Linked DNA regions of Delphinus delphis: region 2 is linked to region 1. Evidence: chromatin contacts called from public Hi-C data. All regions are on one chromosome and are shown on one strand. The core of a region is the stretch at or near the end of the contact, and the rest is flanking DNA. Distances in the headings are between cores, read along the strand shown.

The links. A called contact is a pair of places that touch in the nucleus more often than the background predicts.
Region 2: a Hi-C map of lung shows a contact between it and region 1, with 8 times the contacts expected there. The contact joins the promoter of CASR here to the promoter of POLQ in region 1. A contact is called at or near these places in 2 of 3 Hi-C or Micro-C datasets (lung and muscle).

What each region holds. Positions count from the first base shown.
Region 1 is chr4:66,978,312-66,980,983 of mDelDel1.2, forward strand. It overlaps POLQ (DNA polymerase theta), which reads right to left and starts at 1,377. Exons shown (of 30, transcript XM_060009907.1): 1 at 1,197-1,377; 2 at 550-729. The coding sequence starts at 1,377.
Region 2 is chr4:67,523,202-67,525,873 of mDelDel1.2, forward strand. It overlaps CASR (calcium sensing receptor), which reads left to right and starts at 1,297. Exons shown (of 6, transcript XM_060009909.1): 1 at 1,297-1,481. The coding sequence starts at 1,297.

The DNA of each region.
Region 1 (2,672 bases), core at 127-2,626:
AGCAACTGAGATCAACTGTGGGAAGAGCACATTTACATCTCATACCGCACACTCACTCTGGGACATATGTTTTTTTGTTGTTGTTTTTTTTTTTTCTTTGCGGTGCGCAGGCCTCTCACTCTTGTGGCCTCTCCTGTTGCGGAGCACAGGCTCCGGATGTGCAGGCTCAGCGGCCACAGCTCATGGGCCCAGCTGCTCCGCGGCATGTGGGATCTTCCCGGACCGGGGCACAAACCCGTGTCCCCTGCATCGGCAGGTGGCCTCTCAACCACTGCGCCACCAGGGAAGCTCTGGGACACATGTTTTTTGAGAGGAATGGTAGGCAGATAATTCTGTTTAAATTGTTCGGTTTTTGCCTTCCCCCACCCTACCATCTAATGGAATTTTCATAATTTAAGTATGCATATGATGAAACTCTGCTTTTCAAATATTTTAAGACTTTCTCTAGTTATAAAGCACTCTCTCACTCACCTTACCTCAATAGAGTGTCCTTTACATTAATAATGTCTTAAAAATAGTAGAGAAATTAACTTGCACAAATTTGAATACCTGAATAGACTAAATTCTTTCCTTCCAGGACTTGTCCAAGCAAAAGGCACTCTGCTTGCCATTCAAACATCTTTTTTACACCAAAACTGTGATATTTCTCCAGAACCGCTGTAGGAAGCCCCCAGTTTGCCAATAGCAGCTTGTCTACTTTATCGTCAGGAAACGTCTGCTTGCATTTCCCTTTTAGGAAAAAAAAGGAAATAGTTGAATTTAGTTCTAACATAAGACTTCAGTAATTTGCTTTCCACTGTGTTTTGGGATTCCTATGTGTTGTAAAGAGGCTATTTAAAGTACATCCTGACATAAAACACATACAATATAAGGATCTGTAAGGAGCACTGGGCACTATTAGGAGTGAATTCCCTACAGGTGATGAGATTTGGCCAGCTAGTAAGTTGTTTCTGTAAATAAAGGTCGAAAAGACCCAGAAACCACTTGAAGACAGTCGCTGAATATGGACTGAAAGCTCTTCCACGTCAATAGAAAGTGACGTGCCGCACCAGGTCCTAGTCACAAACTGAGAAAGGGGAGTAGAAGCCTAGCAGGCCGTGCAAACGCGCGAGCTCCGCGCGGTGAGGACACCTCCCGACGAGTGGCCCGGCTGAGCTGCCTACCTCGCCCGCTGCCCACGGAGTGCCTGGGAGTACCTGCAGCTCTAGCCGGCGGGCGGCCGCGGTCCTTCAGGCTGCGTCTCAGGCCCGGGGGCGGGCTCAGCACCGGCCCCGAGAGGAGCAGGGGGCTGTCACTGCTGTCACCGCCACTTCCCGAAAAGAAGTCTGAGCCTGGTGCTGAACGTCGTCGTTTCCCACTCCAGCGAGTCAGATTCATCGCGAAATATTCTCGGCCATTCAGGGAAAGGCACAGTCCCTGCGTCCTCCCGCTCGGAAGAAACGGAAGTTGGCGACAGGTGCGGCCGCCATCTTCCCGCCACGGCTTTCAAACTCAGGCCTCCCAGCCCGCCCCGGAACCATAGAGTTCCCAGTGACGAGAGTAACCTGAGGACCATAGAATCGTGGGGAAGGAGGGGCTCTCGCTGGTGTCGTAGACCTCCGGCCTGTCACCTCGGTTGTCGGATAGTGAAAGAGAACCAGACTTGGACCTAGATTAAACGGGGGGAAAAACCAGACTCAGTATATATAATCTCCAATTATAATCATACTGGCTTAAAGTTTTTCCTTTTCTTTTTGTCCATGTCTGGTTTAAATAGCAAGTTTATGTTAACTTCATAAAATGAACTGCCCATAATAGGTAGAGAAGTAGCTCTATTTAACATATTGTATTTTTAAAACAATTATTACAAATTATATGTGCAAAATATTATACAAGTAAAATTTGGGATTTAGAATGAAGTGCAATTTACTCCTGCTTTACTTTCTGCTTTATAACAAGATATGGGAACATATGTATATGTATAACTGATTTACAGATGGTAGGGCAGAGGTTATTTCTGTACACAATTTCTACTTTAGCCATCATACGCTGTGAGGAATATGTGATGGAGAGATAGGGACTGCGGCCGATAGACCTCTTAGGTAGTAGAACGCTGCATAGAAGGGGCTCTGGATGTGCCCGAGTGATCATTCGGAGCCAAGAGTTTGTTAATGGATCTGTGCTCTACCTTTGGCAAGGTAGAATCAAACGAGTTCTGGACTTAAACTGATGCCAGTTAATTACCCAGTTGCACAATTCGTTTCACCAAGCAAATCTAGTCAGGGAAAGGCCTGCCCTGAAGGGGTGGTGCTTTTCTACAGCTCTAAAAGTCTCAAAAGGACCAGTCCAATAACAACAACAAAAATTCTCATATTTCCCGGACTTGTAGTCTGGGAAATAGGAGAATCAATTCTCCTGTGAAACCTTCCTTGTTAAAAGAAAAATTTTTTGGACAGTATTCTAAAATTCCACAAGATGGAGACATTACTCCATGAAGGAAACATTTTTCTTAGTTAACCTTTCTTGCAATCATTCACTCAACTAGTTATTGAGCGTCTACTACGTGCTAGGCATTGGGTATATGGCAGGGAAATGGAAGAAATGGCTCCTGCTCTCAAAGTGAAAGAGACTAGAGGAGACAGACATTAAACTAATTAATTAATTGATAATTTTAAATTGTACTATTGCTCAGG
Region 2 (2,672 bases), core at 47-2,546, 540 kb after region 1:
GATGGCCTTGGAAATGGGAAGGTGTGGATGCATTCCAAAGAGATTTAGGAAGTAGAGTCTACAGGACGTGGTGGTTGTTTGAATATGAAGGATGATGATGAGAAGAGGGAGGGGGTAAGGAGGATTCCTTATTTTGTGTCTTTGTGGATGGCATGTCGTTTGCTGAGGAAGAAGACAGTGAAGGAGGAACAAGGTTGGGAGGAAGGTGAGTTTAGAGTCTGTCAAGTTGGAAGCACCTGTGGGACATCCAGGTGGCGATGTCCAGTCGACAGTTCAGTGCTTGGGCCTGAACCTCAGGAGAGGCTGTATAGTTAGTCAACATTGGCATGTAACTGGTAATTAGTAATTGACCCACAGAGTGGGTGAGATAGTGTGTGGAGCGAGAAGAGCAGAGAGTTCCTACTAGGATAATGATGCTGAAGCAGAAGGACCATTCCCTAGATCCAGCTGTAGAGTTTGGTAGAACATAATCCAACCCTTGATTTACCTGCATCCTTTCCAAGAACTATTCTTCAAAGGTTTATGGAGTATCATATTATAAATGGAACCAGAAATCTGGGATGAGGAGGCCCCGAAAGTGGGGTGGGGGGAGTACAATAATAAATAAAAATAAGTGGCCTTCTCTGACATTTTTGTTTGATTTGGAGTCAGATTTAAACTTAACTATGACTCATTCTGTATTTTCCATACAAACATATATGGTGAATAAAATAGCATTACTAGTAGTATAATACAAGGAACTGCTACCACTAGGCCAACTCTGTGCATTATTCACACGGAAGAATGAAGGGATTAAAATCCAGTGGCAACATCAGTGAAGGCCTCAGCTTATCAATGGCCTCTTTAAAATGAACATGGTCCTTCTCTGATATGGGCAATTGAAATGTTCTGTATCTTATGTGAAGTGCTATAAAAATGAGGCTCAAAGCCATGCCCTCCCCACCTGCTACCCCTCAGCCTCTCTAAGTGGAAATTCTGAGCCACTTCTGTTTCAGTCATCATAACAACATGGGATTTAGGCTTAGTTGAATTCATTTTGTTTCTCTTTTGTTTTTAGAAAGTACTACCCGCGGTCTCTGCATGATGTGGCTTCTGAAGACTCAAGAACCACCCGCCTCACTAGCCTGCGATGGAGAGGGCAGAAGTGGAAATTCAAACACCACGGTTCCATTCTGTTACTAATTCTGTAGACATGTGCCTCCACCGCAGGGAGTAAGTCACACCAAGGGGGAAAGTTCTCAGGGGCCCCCAGACCACCAGCACCCTTGTCCCTCCCCCTGGAGAGAAAGCAGAACTATGGCATTTTATAGCTGCTGTTGGATCTTCTTGGCTTTTACCTGGTGTACTTCTGCCTATGGGCCTGACCAGCGAGCCCAGAAGAAAGGGGACATTATCCTCGGGGGGCTCTTTCCTATTCATTTTGGAGTAGCAGCCAAAGATCAAGATCTAAAGTCGAGGCCGGAGTCTGTGGAATGTATCAGGTAAGGTCAGGAGCCACCCTGGAGAGTCTTTTCTCCTGGTGGTTGGAGAAAAGCTGTACCAAACCTGAAATAATTTTTTCAAAGTTGGTTCTCTCTTTTCAAAAATGGTGACTGGTAACCATGCTGAAGCTTATTATTCCCCCCCCCCTCATTTTTTTAAAAGAAATTTTTCCAAAAATAAAATGTCAAAGATACTGAATAGAAAAATCCATGGCCTGTTGGAGCCGTGCTTGGTCACTTGGTAACTCAGTCATCATTGTTCACCTGGAGGCTGTGTTACTTAATGGAAGACCAAGTACCTAGAAAGAAATTTATTGTAGGTTTTGCAAACCTGAGTAGTAAAATCTCCCAATGACCTTAAGTGCCCCAGTGGTCATAATACCTGAGTGTTGGCTGCCTCACTCTTATTTTTTTTAAGGATTTTAAAGCTGAAAGAAACTTCAGTGGCTGGCATGACCTGGGCGTCTTCAAAATGCAGCCCGTAGCATTTGGAATCACTCCCATTAGAATTCTTATAGGAAGCTGAAATCCCCCTGCTAACGCAGAATCCATCTACATAGATAGAGAAACACAGAATCCATCTTAACTCTCTCACTGGACTCTGTCTTCGGCCATTTGAAGACAGCTAACATGCCCCCTTGAATCATTTCTTTTCCAGACCAAATAGTTTTCTAAATAGTTGTTTCATGACATGATTTTCAGACCCTCACCATTCTGGATGCCCTCTCTCTGATGTTCCCTAATTTATCATGACTCTTAGAATATGGCGTCTAACACTAGGTACAATTCCTTCAAATAGTATCTGACTTCTGCGGAGTACAGAGGGCTGTATATCACCTGCCTTAATCTGGACATCAGAGACCATTACTGCACCTCAAGTCTTGACCCATCTTGTGAGAGAGAAGAGCACTTTCTCTTGAGATTTGCAACTTCCAGAAGGGATCCAGCACTTTCCCTTGGTCTTCCTGATACCTAGAAAATGAAAATGAAAACTAGAATCGTTCCAACAAAACTGGATTTCTGCTCGTGTTCTAATGAGGGCTCACAAATTAGATAACATTTTCACATTTTTTTATGAGTGCAGAAAAACTAAGTGTAGAATTTCACTGATGCTGTTTATATCCTTCACGTAACCCATGTGGACAAATATCCTTTTTGTTGTTCCCTTGCTGGACAGAGTCGTGCAGGTGC